Regions from separate parts of the Rattus norvegicus genome. Here regions 1 and 2 are each linked to region 3. Evidence: chromatin contacts called from public Hi-C data. All regions are on one chromosome and are shown on one strand. The core of a region is the stretch at or near the end of the contact, and the rest is flanking DNA. Distances in the headings are between cores, read along the strand shown.

Region 1 (4,765 bases), core at 857-3,356, 130 kb before region 3:
AATACATATATGAACAAGCGTGTCTCACTGCACACGTGAAGGTCAAAGGACAACTTGCTGGGCTTAATTCCTTTCGTGATGTAGCCTTAGGTCATAGGCTTGATGGTAAGTTTCTTCACCTACAGAGTCATCTGCCACATGTTCTTTACTGGAAGCTAATTCATAATTAACTAAATCATTCAGAGCGAATCTCCTTACATTTATCAGAATGATCTGACAGAAGCATGCTATTGAAATAACCAACTGGCTCTCCAATGTACGTCATTTGGTAAGATTTTTTGAGGCTCCTGGTTTTATCTGCAATTAAACAGATTGTCTGTGGCACTCCCGTCCCCAGCTTTTTGCCACTGTGATATTATCACCCAGGTGCTCCATAAGAACATCGCCTCTGGGACGCTGCTGAGGTCTGTGATGATGTCTGAGGTCTCAGCTTCAGGTTTAGCCTAGCCAACTGCCTAACTGGATTTCAGCCTGTCTAAATTTAGTTGCTAAATTGCAGATGCAGGCCCCTGAGGTCTCTGTCAAGGAGCCAGGATACCTCCTGACAGAGAACCCGCCTTAAAGGAGCCAGCAGTGTCAGAGTCTTGAGAGGAGGGAGGAACAGTTCTAAGCCAAATGGTTATTTGTTGATTGTATTGATTTTCAAAATTTAACTGAGCCGGTAAATTTTCAGTCAGCTTAACACAGGTAGGGTCATCTGGGAAGAGGCACCCTCAACTCCTATTGCCTCCATCAGGCTGTCCTGTGCACATATCCGTGGGGTATTTCATTGGTTAATAATTGATGTCGGAGGACTCAGATCATTATGGGCAGTGGTCTTGGGGTATATAAGAAAGCAGGCTGAGAGTTAGGCAAGGGGACACATGCCTTTAATCCCAGCACTGGGGGGGTAAAGAGAGGTAGTTCTAGGCCAACCTGATGTACAGAATGAGGTCTAACACAGCGAGGGTGACACAGAGAAACCTGTCTCGAAACAAACAAACAAACAAAGAAGAGGAGGAGGAGCAGGGAGGAAGGGAAGGAGAGAGGGAGGGAGGGAGGGAGGGAAGCAGGCTGAGTGAGCCATGAGGAGCAGACTTCTAAGCAGTGCTCCTTCTGATCACTTTGGGAAGTTTCCCTGGTTTCTGCTTCAGTTCCTGTTTCCGCTCTTGCCCTGACTTCTCTTTACAACAGACTGTGTGTAATCAGAACATGTAAGTCAAACAAGTCCTGTCTCCCTCTAGCTGCTTTTGGTCTTGGTGTTTATCACAGCACCAGAGCAAACAAGAATACATACTGTCAGGATGTGTGATGCAGTCCCGTGGACAGGGAAGTCATGAAGAAAACCATAGGGGGGTTCTCTGTTGATAGTAAAGGCCCTCATATACCTGCCAGTAGAAACTAGCACATGTTTCCTCCTTAACAAGATCTGGGCACATTTTCATGCAGCCCTCTGGTTTTTACGTCTCTGAGAGGTCAAAATCTAGGCGTCCAGGGCTAGGATCTCAACTGGAGAGTGATCTGCTTCCGAGTTTATAAGGTTTAGTGAAATAGGACCGCGCATGTCCTGCTACACCAATGGCGCCGTTTCTTGCAGTCTGACATCCATCACCACACTCAGCTCCTTTTCGCTGTACCTCATAGTGTGGCTACTTATTCACGTATGCAAGCTCAGAAAGCGACTGAGACAGCCTGGACATTATAAATACACCACAGAACGAAATCATAGACATAGCAAGCCATCCTGTCTGCTGTCCTAATGGTGAACCAGTCCTAGGTGCCTTCCACATTCAAGGTAAGGAGAAATGGGATTACAGGAGCCATGAATATCAGGGGTCAGGAAGGACAGCGCGTTCTCTGGAGGCTTCCATGCCTCAAGCTGGTTTTCAAAAGCTCTAAAAGGCAGGGATTTAGTGTGCATTTAGTCCCGCTTCAGGCTAGCACACCACCAAGGGGAAAATGCATTTAACAGTGGACATATGTGACCCTGAGAGCACAGGGAACCTAGAGGGATTTAGGGGATAAGCAAGGTTTAAATTCTTTGTATTTGACCTACTCTTTCTTTGGGTATAGGGAAGTCCAAGATTGCCTTATAAGGAAACCCAAGATGGAAGGCAAATGCAAACGTCCACACGGTGGCAGCAGACACCAGGATACTGGGTTTCGAATGCCCGCCTCCAAGTGAGAGCAAGTTCTTCCTTTTATGGCAGCTCAGTTTCGCTTCTGATCCTTGAATGGCGAGGCGGGTGCTTGCGGCGATTTTATTCCTCCATTCCCCTAAACCACAGTCCCTAATGTGTTGCCAATAAGACAAAGGGCTGTATTCTGCACAACTCCCCAGAGCGACAGAGAAGGTCCTGGGGAGGAGCAGAGAAGCCCCCTGAAACACGGACTCAAGAAGACGTCTACATGTTTGCACGTATTTTTTTTTTTTTCATACTTTATTCTCATCCCCCATTTGTATCTGGAATCGTCCGTCGGTCCGTCGTCCCTCCCCACGGCACTTCTCTACACCCCTCCGAACCTGCTGTCACATGCAGATACTCTGCCATTTCCTTTCAAAAAAAATAGCATTTACACATACATATTCTAAACAAGATATGGATCAAATACAGATTAAGTCGTAACAAGTTAAGATAACCTATGCATAGATTTTTTTCACCATATCTCCCCCTGTCCTCAAGGATCATCAGCTAATATTGGTCCATTGGGGCAGTGGGAGCAGAGGCAGCAAACTTGGGGTTCACAGTCCTCTGCATATGGACAATGAATGATCAATTCAGTACCAGGGGCAGGGAGTCATATCAACATTACTTAAGGTGAGTCAATGCTTATATAATTTAGAGGACTGGGAACAGGAACATCTAGAAAACAGGGAAACAATACCTTAATGGATAGCACCATGTTCAAGCACAACCCCATTCACGATATACTGTAGAACTGCCAGACTGTTTAGCCTCATACCGCTCAGTAATGCAAAAAGTATACGCATTGGATATGTAATAAGTATATATCCCAAACGGCCTGATATGCAAGTCCATGTTACTTACATACTTGTCCGTGGTTGCTAAAATTACTGAGAGTGAAGTTCATGGAAGTCAAAAACGTTGTCATAGTGAAACCTTAATCCACATACCATATGAGCAACAAAAAGTAAAACTTCGTGAATGCATTGTGGATAAAACAAAAACGAAAAAAGAAGACGTCTACAATCCGACAGCCCACATGTCTAAGTCACGAGTGTATCACAGATGGCGTGGTGTAAGGTCCGTCTTGCTCAGAGTTGCTCCAGAATTAGTGCCCTCAGTGAAGAAGCTTCCGGAACTTGCTGACTTCTACCGTGAGAGAGAAAGGCATCATCTATGCAGCAGGAAATAAAGCCTCATTAGACATCAAGCTTCAGGACCCTTGAGCGTGGTTTACAACTGTAAGGCCTCACAACTGTAAGGTATATAATATGTGGCATTTTGTTATAACGGCTTGAACAGAGCCAAAGGAAATTGCAGTGACACGTTTTTATGAAACTATCTCTTGCATCAAAAATAAGTTAATTTTCCAGATCTTACCACCGTGATAATAAGACGCCTTGAGTGTTCAAGATGACATACTTATCCAGCTGTCCTGCTCTATGCTCGGCCGCTTAGGTTTAAGTGGCCTTTGGGAGAACAGTGTAACCAACCTCATTATGCCTTCAATTGTGCATGCAATCAGCTTTTTCTTTTCTTTTTTTTTTTCCAGAGCTAGGGACCGAACCCAGAGCCTTGCGCTTGCTAGGCAAGCACTCTATCACTGAGCTAAATCCCCAACCCCATGCAATCAGCTTTTACAGCCTAAGTTAAGGGATAGCTTTAACCTATGTAAAAGTTTTTACTTATTTTATTTTGTGCACATGAATATTTTGCTTGCATGCATGTATGTGCACTATGTGCCCATGTCAACCCACAGAGAGTGTCAGATCCCATGAAACTGAAGTCGCAGATGGTTATTACCTGCCGTATGGGTTACTGGGAACTAAACCCAGGTCCTCTGCAAGAACAAGTGTTCTTAACTGGAGTATCGCTCCAGCCCTACATAGCTTTAATCTTAAATTACAGACTCTTCCAGGCCCCTGATCCAACATTATATGTGTATGTATGCATGCATGTATCTATGCATGTATGTCTATGTATGTATATATGTACGTATACATGCATTATGCATGTATGTGTTATGGTAATCGCTTGCTGAAAGTAAAGAGTAAGTCGAAAGCGACGTTAAAAAATGTCCACCATAAATGTTGCAAACAGCATGGAGAAAGCTTGATAGACGTGTGTTTGTAGTTCCGAGGGTTTCTGGGTCAGTCGTGTCAGTAACATGACCTCTTCCCCTGTAAAACTCTGTCAAAGATTTGCATAGAGAAGCCTTCCTCCCTTTCACATGCCATGTGTTCTGCACCGTTCAATAAACACAGAGCAAAGCCCTTTGTTAGGGACAAACAACAGCCTGCAGACCAGTAACCACAAACTGCAGACAGACTGAAGTTGCAGGGAGAGAAGAGAAGAATTTAAATTTGGATGCACTCTTTGTCACATCCAAGGGAAGTGACTGGTTTTCATTTCTTAATGTGACACAGATGCTGTTGGTTCCCTCTGAGGTTATCTTTAATGTCTTAGCTGGTGAAGGAATTGGGGTGAAGCAGAAGGGTTTGAAGGAGTCTGCCACATGAATTCTGAAAATAGGAAATCTGAGGTGACTAGATTATTAGGATCCTTTCAGACTCAGAATCCCAGAGCTTAGTCAGATTAGA
Region 2 (4,487 bases), core at 723-3,222, 180 kb after region 3:
GGGAAAATCCCAGTTCCAAGTGTCTCTGTAACCTGCACCACTCCTGCAATGTGGTTTACAATATCACTTACAGTTTTTGGGCTAGTTTCTACATCATACTTCTATTTGTCCACTTCCTTCTACCACCAAATTTACAGCAGGAGTTCGGCATTAGAAAGTGTGATGGTTTACCTATGCTCATCCCAGGGAGTGGCACTATTAGAAGGTTGGCCTTGGAGTAGGTGTGTCACTGTGGGGTGGGCTTGGAGACCCTCCTCCTAGCTGCCTGAGGATGCTCAGTCTGCTCCTGGCTTCCTTTGGATGGAGATGTAGGATATTCAGTTCCTCCTGCACCATGCCTGCCTAGGTGCTCTCACCTTGATGACAATGGACTGAACCTCTGAACCTGCAAGCCAGCCCCAGTCAAATGTTGTCCTTTATAAGACTTGCCTTGGTCATGGTGTCTGTTCACAGCAGTAAACCCTAAGACAGAAAACGAAAGTGTAGGCTGGCCTGAGACTGTAGCAGTTTGGTACTGTGTTTACTTGGCATGCATCAAACCTCACATCAGTCTCCGGCACTGTGATAAGTAAAGATGAAAAGGAAAAGCTTTCTTCAGAGGCTGCTACATTTATGCAATAGGATTCTAATGTGGATGATAATCAAGGCGCCACAGGGAGGATGGCAGCTCCCCATAGGACCCAGGCTGAGTTCTCAATACCTACTTGGTGGCTCACAATCCTGTGATTCCAGTCACAGGGATGTCAATACCCTCTTTAGGCCTCTGTGGCCTGTGCACAGATGTTCGTGTAGACAATATGCCCACACAAAAATGATACTTAAATAATGTTTAAAAAGCACAACATTTATATTCAGTCCCACAGCAGCCTTGCTTCAATGTCTCATTATTTCCTGTCTGTAAAATTACATCACGGGTATCTCCTTTTCTTAGGCTCTTAGGCCTCTAATTCATCTTCTGTATACTGTACGGGGCTTGTGCCTCTCCCTTTAGTTAGCAGACCATGAGACAATGATGTTTCTCTGAATCTCATGTTGAGGAAAAGCTGGGGTTCCTGAGCCAGGCAGAGGGCAAGTTTGTCTTCCAGGAAGAGATTTTTACAGTTCTGAAAGCTGTTAGACCACTTTGCAGAAGAAATTGAGTCAATGACAGGTCTGTTTTGGCCTGGACCACACCTAGATTAGGACCTTTGACTTACTTGTGCATCAGGACCCTGAAGATAGACTAGGTTTATTTCCTTCTCTTCCCAATGGAACCACACAACACATCTCTTCTTTCTGCTTTTCACTATTATCTATTTCTTGGATTGGCTACTGAGAAGACGTTGGCTAAATCTACTTTATTATGGCTGCCAGAGGCCAGGTTCTGACGGTAACATTTCAAATAACCATACAACCATAGCTAGCATTCCAAATCTCAACTATGAGAACTTCCCTGATTAGTATCTTGGGGCACGTTCCAGATTGGTTTAAGTAATCTATGTGCTTCCGGAATATTGTGTTAATACAGTATCGAGATTAGGCGACAGTGATGTTTCATCACACAATTCAGACTCATTTCCCAGTCTTCGAGGTACCCGAGGATGCTGGAGAAAGCAGAGCTACACGTGATTGTGGAGATAAAATACCTGCCCGAGGGAAAACTGAAGAATATACCTGTTGGGAAAAGAGCTTCTGGAGCCTGAAGGTTTGGCTGTGTCACCCCCTTGTGGCCAGGCCAGTTCCCTGCTAGTTTGGGTAGAATACAGGTAGCTATCGCCTGCGCAGCCTCCTTGAGCGCTGGGCGGAGCGCATGCGTACAGCTGGGGCCCGTCCACATAGGAATTCGTTCCCACAGCTACAGTTTCCCGGGAGGCTCTAGTACTTTCTCCTTCCGGCGAACTCGGCCCGGAAGAGCAGTGTCGGGACTGCGGGCTTGCCGGCGCCTGGTCTTTTTCCCGTTGCAGCAGGGGCGTGGCTACTGCAGGCCAGGCTCAGACGCGCCGGCAATGGAGGGGCAGCGGGTGGAGGTGGACGGCGGGATCATGGAAGGGGTGAGTGCGAGGCTGTGTGGGGCCCGGGCGAGCTGTGGCGGGGCCTCTATTTAACCTCTCTTGTTTCTTCACCCCGGTGCTCTGCAGGGCGGCCAGATCCTCAGGGTCTCCACCGCCCTGAGCTGCCTCCTGGGTCTCCCCTTGCGCGTGCAGAAGATCCGGGCAGGCCGCAGCACGCCCGGCCTCAGGTATCGCGGGCCGGGGGGGAGTTTGGGTAGAGGGTATGGGGGTACCGAGATCGGAGCCTGGGTTGTGGGGCGGAGGAGGCCCCGGGCAGCATTCAGAGTGCAGCCTTCGCCCTCCTTTTCTGTCCATAGGGCAGGCCGCAAGTTGTTCTTAGGACCGGTTGAAATAGGGTAGTTTGTCGGTGCGTCTTGCCACTGGTATGTTCATTGTTGTTGTTGTTATTGCAAGATATCATCTAGTCCATGGTAATCTCGAACTCCTTAGCTAGGAAGACTAACCTTGAACTTTTGATTCCTCCACCTCTCAGATGCTAGAATTACAACTGTGTGCCACCATGTCCAGTTTGTGTGGTTCTGGAGATGAAACCTAAGGCCTCCTCCATGCTGTGCACGCGCTCTACCCACTGAACTACATCCCTATCCCTCCGTTCTCAGTCTCCCTTTTCATAAGAACAGCAGTCAAATTGTATCACCGCACACCCTAATAGCCTCCCTTTAAGTTAATTGTACCTTTAACGGGCCTATTTAAATGGGCACATTTTGTGTGGGTAGAGGCCTCAACATGGGGATTTAGGGGATGAAGCGAACATAATTCAGGCTGCACAGGTGTCACAGCTTGGTTATTGAGTGAAATTCAAGCAAGATCGGTGGCTTTTGGGTAGTTTTAGACTACCTTTTAAAAAATCTTTATTTTTTATGTACATTGGTGTTTTGCCTGCATGTATATCTGTATGAGGGTGTCCGATCCTCTGGACCAGGAGTCACAGATAGTTGTGAACTGCTGTGTGGGTTCTAGAAACTGAATCCTAGTCTCTGGAAGAACAGCCAGTGCTCTTACTCACTGAGCCATCTCTCCAGCAACAGTTTACCACTGTAACCCAAATAACCAGTCTTGAAAGCTTTGAGAAGTTGCCTCTAAGCAGTGAGTCCAAGTGCATTAAAAACCCAAGACAAAGTTCTGCCGTGGGAGACATCACCTTGCTCTCTGGCCATTGCTTTTGTAATTGTGTCATAGAGTGGGGTATAGGCAGTCTGATCAGACACGTTTTGACGCAGTATTATGACCTGAAGGCCTCAGCATTTATCTGGACTGGAAATGGTTCGGGATTTGTGTGACGGACACCTGGAGGGAGCAGAGATCGGCTCAACAGAGATAACCTTTACACCCGAGAAGATCAGAGGTGGAGTCCACACAGCAGATACCAAGACAGCAGGGTATGTCTCCCTTAAACCTCCATTCAGACCTGGATTCAGATATAAGTTCTTTGGCTTCTAGGGAGTGCTCTTTGGGTCTTTTGAGGTTCAGTTTTCTCCCTTTTAAAATATAAACCATAAACCTGCTTGTTTAGTTGTAGCCAGTATTACCTCCGGGTTGTTTTTTGTTCTGTTTTTAAAACAAGGTCTCCTTATAAATGCACACTGATGTTGAACTCATCCTCCTCCTGTTCCACACCCCCCACAAGGTGATGAGATTACAGGCATGTGTTACTATACTTGGTTACTCCTTATTGTCTTAATAAATACCTATGTAACTGTAGAAAATGTTGGAGGCTTGCCTTGCATGTCCAAGGCCCTGGGTTTAATCACCAGTTGTGCAGGAGCCGGGAAATGCTTAGTCTAGGAATTTCAGATGTCCTGATTAGCCCCTTTTCCCTAGGGAAATAGAACTGTAGCCTAGTTCAGTGGTATAAGTGCTTGATTAGGTTAAGTTGCTTGAGTCCCAATTCCCACTACCAGAAAACAAACAAAACACGAGTAACAAAACCCCAGCAGGGTTGGGGATTTAGCTCAGTGGTAGAGCGCTTGCCTAGCAGGCGAAAGGCCCTGGGTTTGGTCCCCAGCTCCGAAAAAAAGAAAGAAAAAAAAAACCCAGCAAAACATACCCAAGCCTCCTGGGAAATGGATATCTTAAACTTCTAAGAACCCCTCTACCATCCCACAATGACAGAACATCGAGAAGAAGTAGTGTTTCATTGCTTTTGCGAGCTGTTTGACTGACTGCTTCCTTATTTTGCCCCTGGTACTGGAGTGCTAGCCCACTGCCTCAAGCATTCTGGCCAGGTATGTTACCCCCAAGGTTCATTTCCAGCCCCTGATGCCTTTTTAAAGTAACTTTTCTTAAACTGCAATTTTCGTTTATAAAGAATTTGACAGAGTAATGCATTGTATTATAGACCTTTTGTCAGTTCAGAAATAACTTTAAATGAATTGTGATTATTTTAGAAAGATAGTTAATAACACATGATGTCTGACTTATGGTATAAGTAGACTT
Region 3 (4,703 bases), core at 2,176-4,675:
GCATATGATTTTATGTGTTAAGCACTTGGCTAAGATGGTGGAAATCCAATAAATAATTAGGATAGTACTGAACTCAAGAAAAAAGTTGAGGAAAATACCCAATCATAGTAGAAGAAAGTTATATACTGAAGTTATGTAGTTATGTGCAGGATGATTTGAGATGTTAACCAGGACAATGAAAAGGGATTTAGGCCCTTAGGAGAAAAGGCCAAATAGGATGATGATATCTGAGTTGAATGGGAGGTCACCTATAAAGACGACTGAATAGAAAAGCATACTAATACTAATGTTAGAGAAGGACCAAGGGGGGGGGTTGTATTGATCAAACACATTCTGTACACATTGGAGCAGATTATGTATTGTACCATAAATTGTGAGGCTAGGAAAAGCCATTGACAAGTATTACTTTTTTTTTAAATTAGAAATAAAGAAATGTTCCCAATTAACAGAATCAGGAAGGAACACAGAAACATTTCAACTGATACAAACGAAATTCAGAATAGCATAAGGGGACACTTTAAAAGCCATGCCCTCCATTTTCTTAACTCTGGCTTTATTGCTCTGAAAAGACATAATAACCAAGGCAGCTCAAGCAGCTAGGGGTGCAGTTGCATTTCTATACCACACAAGGCTCATGTCTTTACCTCAGGCCTTACTTGGAGTGTGTTATAGAGCTAATCCTCTAGTTTCACTGTTTTAGGTCATTTTTCAGTTTTATGCCTTCCAGGGCAACAAAGCACATGTCACTACTTCATTATTGGAAGTGCTTCCACTTCTATTTTTTTTTAATTTCCTGAAAAATAAGAGGAAAAAAATCTTCCATTTCTCTAACCTGTGTATTTGTGACACTGAGCAGAGTGGTATCTGCCCATGATTCAAGCAGTCAAGAGGCCAAGGTGAATCCTAAGTTTATGACCAACCTAGGCCATTAGCAAGTTTCAGGGCAGCCTGGACTATATAAGGAGACCTTGTCTTTAAACCAAAATAAAACAACAACAGAAAAGAACTTAGGTTATAAGGTATATTTTTCTTGCTAATATATTTTTAATGTTCTCGTTCCTTTACAATCATACATTGATGGAGTGTTGACTGTTGACTGTTTTCTGGGTATCTGTATGCACACGCACTGAAGGGACACACACACACACACACACACACACACACACACACACACACACAAACACATAAAAACACTTCACAGTAGTGCCAAGGTGTAATTAGCATGTACAAGAGATATTAAGTGTTGGGCTGGGGATTTAGCTCAGTGGTAGAGCGCTTACCTAGGAAGCGCAAGGCCCTGGGTTCGGTCCCCAGCTCCGAAAAAAAGAACCAAAAAAAAAAAAAAAAAGAGAGATATTAAGTGTTGTGTTTTATATAAAAAAAAGAGCCGGGGCTGGGGATTTAGCTCAGTGGTAGAGCGCTTACCTAGGAAGCGCAAGGCCCTGGGTTCGGTCCCCAGCTCCGGAAAAAAAAAGAACCAAAAAAAAAAAAAAAAAAAGAGCCAAGGATATGTTCATAGAGTCAGGAATGGTGAGATAAGGGAGGAGTGTCTTGGAGGGCCCATGCTGAGGCACCCCACTCCAACTCCCACCCCAGGTACCCAGGTACCAGGTATAGAATAGAGTTTATTTAGAGACATGGGAAGGGGAGTTGAGTAGAGACAGGGAGTGGGAGAGAGGTTGAGAGGGGGAGGGGTGGGGTTGGGCCAGGAACAGGTGGAGAGAGGGGGGAGGGAAGGGGAGAGAAGGAGTAAGGGGTCAGAGAGAGAAGGCAGAGAGAGTAAGAGAGCTAGAAGGGGCCAGACAGCCCCTTTTATATTAAGCCTGGCCTACCTGGAGACATTCAGGTAACTGTTTGGTGGAGCTTAGAAGGAATGCCGACATTAAGTTTCTCTTTTAAAAAATGGAAAAAGGGCTCAGTGGGAAGTACATGAGGTACAAAGGCTTGGCGTCAGTTTTTCAATAATAGATCTGACTGCTGGAGCCTTTGATCCTAGCTAGCACAGAGTGGGTGAGACAGGATGGCTGCCAAGAGATCGAGACCTTCAATGTCAGCCTGGAGCTTAAACAAAACAATTAAGAAGGCTTAAACAAAAACAATTAAGAAGTATTGTAATTATTAATTTCTCCTTGCTGCCTCGACAAAATGCCTGAGAAAATAACATAGGAAGGAGGACTTATTTGGGTTCATGGTTTCATATACTTTGGTTCATGGTCACTTGGTCGCATTGCTTCTAGGACTCTGGTTGGAATTTATGTACTGGGTCGGTTTACAAAAAAAGCATACAGGCTGCAAAGAGAACCTGAGGAAAGGCCAGGGAAAGACACACGCTCAGCGATCCACTTCTTCCAGATAGGACTATTCCACAATTTATGCCATCTCCCAGTAATACCCTCAAAGATTTAATACATCAGTGGCTTAGGTCAGAGCCTTCACTGTCCATTCGCTTCCCCCAACACCAAAGCCCATTAGCTGTCAACCAAACTTTTATGGCATGATGAATCTTTGGGGGTCCCTAGCAAATATCAAGATCTAATTTACATGCCATCATCCAGAAGTTTTCTGAAGCCCGGATTACACAAAAATTTAAAGCAAGGCATCAATTGCTAAGTCATCTAATTTTATTTTTCTCTGTTGTTTTTCTAACGATGCTTCCCTAAGGCATGGTTTAGTCATTTGCAACACGAAGAAGCATAAGCTTAATTCTAGGGCCATTGTGTTCACAGGGACGGGATAATAAATCTGCAGTATCCGATGATCAAACCGGTCCAGAATATTACATTTCAGTCTGTCCACAGCCAGCAATGACTACAGTGGTTGGGAGCTTTTCGAATACATTATTAGACTGAAATGTAATATGCATGAGATCCTTGCAGACAGGAAGAGGTTAATCACTCTCCTTCTCTCTGCACCTTTCCCCTGTTTAGTGACACTAAGCCCATTTTGCGTTCCTGACACTTTATCAGGGTGGGGGCAGGGGTCATTCCTAACTGAACCAGCTGGCTCCTAGACTAAGGTTGGTAACCTGCACCAGGGATAATCTTGTTTTCAACTCATCGGTGGTCATTTTCAGGAGCCAAGATCCGCCTCCGGGTTCTCTATCAAGAGTTCTTTGGCCCAAAGGACTTTGCCCTTCCTTAAGTGACGGTTCATCCTGCCACTTTCTGCTGCAGGATTGGGGGGTGAGAGACACCTTCCCACCACACTCTCGGGCGACCGTGAGACCGTCACGGGAGCTGCGCGAGGAACAGCCCCATTGGGGTCGCCTCAGAGACGCGGCCGGCAAGCGTGAAGCTGGGGCCACCGGAGCCGAACAGGGAACGGCGTTTGCCGGGGCCGAGGCGGAAGCCGGATCCTTTGGCGGACCGGACCGCGGGAACCCGGAAACGCCTGGGCCTCAGAGAGGCGGTCCGGGAGACAGAGCCCGCGGGAGCCGGCAGCGCTGCGGGTCAGCGGGCGCGGCGGAGCCGGCGGGCTCAGCAGCCTGGGTCGCCCGGCGTCGCGGAGCCTGGAGCTCCAGTGCGGGCAGCTGGCCGAGCCGCACGGCGGGTGAGCGGAGGGCACTGACCAGGCGCTGGCGAGACGCCGAGGCCGGGGCTGGGATGGCGTGGGGCGGTTGAGGTACAAGGTGCCTGGGCCACCGGGACCGCAGCAGAGGGCTGCAGCACTAGTTCAGAGGGAGCAGATGAATGGGCGCCTTGTACCTCTGGCTTGGACGTGCTGGAACGTTCTGGGTGGAGGAGGAAAAGGTCCTGAGAGGAGGGGTGTGTCAGTGTGCCTGCGAGCTCCAGACTGGCGGGCCAAGTGCCTTGGGGACCAGGCTGGCGGCCAGTCCTTTCGTGGTCTTCTCTGGAGCTCTGGCCCAACCTGTGACCCTGGGATAGGGACGAGTCTGCTCGGTGAGGACTGTGTGCTCAAGAAGCTGCAAGGACTTCAAGAGATGGAAAGGGAGCCGGTGGTAAGGCTAGACCGAGGTTGTCTAAAACCATGTGAGGTTCCCATCAGTGTGTGTGGCGAGAGGTTGTAGGGGTTCTAAGTACTGAAGAGTGGAGGAGCTCAGGGAACATTTTATTTAAGCTAACTCAAGTTTCTGCTAGTTCAAATTAATTGAGGGATATTAAATGAAGTAACGGGCCTTAACTGTAGCAAGGCACTTAAATTGTCTTTCCTTTGAGGACCATGCCCTTTATTATATTCTATTAAACACGATATTTGAAGATGGCACCAGAGTTGAGTCTTTAATGCATCTATCTTTGGTAGTTACAGGTAATGTTTGGTTGTTTCTCACATCTTAATTCCACCTTAATAATTCAAGTTATTTGCTTTCAAATGAATGACTTCTACGTTTACGTTTCTAACTTAACCCCCTTTAAATTTTTTTCCTACTGTATCTGCCCCTAGTTTCTGGCCGCTTCCAGATGCATCCTACCATTAACTTCCAAATGGAACTTGATGCTTTTAAGTCGCTCTACCTTGCAACCTCTTCTGGCCTGATAGTGTGCACATGCACAGGAGCCCCTCTCTTCTCTGTCTCCCAATCTCCTGGTTCTCTTCATCTACCCCCCCACCCCAATCCCTTCCACTCCCGCCCCCACTTCACTGTGTGCGGCTGTGCTGGGAAGTGAACCCTGTGGGAATATTGATGGAGCACTCAGTCACTGTAACTTTAGTTCTTTGTGATCTTTTTTTTTTTTTTTTTAAAG

What was found. Hi-C and Micro-C count contacts between places; a contact is called where the count stands out from the background.
Region 1: a Hi-C map of psoas muscle shows a contact between it and region 3, with 2.9 times the contacts expected there. The contact joins the enhancer-like site here to the promoter of Slc35a3 in region 3. A contact is called at or near these places in 3 of 12 Hi-C or Micro-C datasets (frontal cortex, mammary epithelial cells and psoas muscle).
Region 2: a Hi-C map of mammary epithelial cells shows a contact between it and region 3, with 3 times the contacts expected there. The contact joins the promoter of Rtca here to the promoter of Slc35a3 in region 3. A contact is called at or near these places in 2 of 12 Hi-C or Micro-C datasets (frontal cortex and mammary epithelial cells).

Annotation. Positions count from the first base shown.
Region 1 is chr2:207,473,487-207,478,251 of GRCr8, reverse strand. It overlaps LOC120100926 (a long non-coding RNA gene), which reads right to left. Exons shown (of 3, transcript XR_005501230.2): 3 at 1,888-3,339. Among named protein-coding and RNA genes, the nearest start is that of Agl, 30 kb to the right of the region's middle. Within about 2 kb of position 2,106, at least 21 of the 93 cell types and tissues checked have an H3K27ac peak or open chromatin away from gene starts, as enhancers often do.
Region 2 is chr2:207,158,851-207,163,337 of GRCr8, reverse strand. It overlaps Rtca (RNA 3'-terminal phosphate cyclase), which reads left to right and starts at 1,972. Exons shown (of 11, transcript NM_001004227.1): 1 at 1,972-2,030; 2 at 2,118-2,218; 3 at 3,287-3,430. The coding sequence starts at 1,986.
Region 3 is chr2:207,342,939-207,347,641 of GRCr8, reverse strand. Slc35a3 (solute carrier family 35 member A3) reads left to right here and starts at 3,425. Exons shown (of 8, transcript NM_001012082.1): 1 at 3,425-3,549.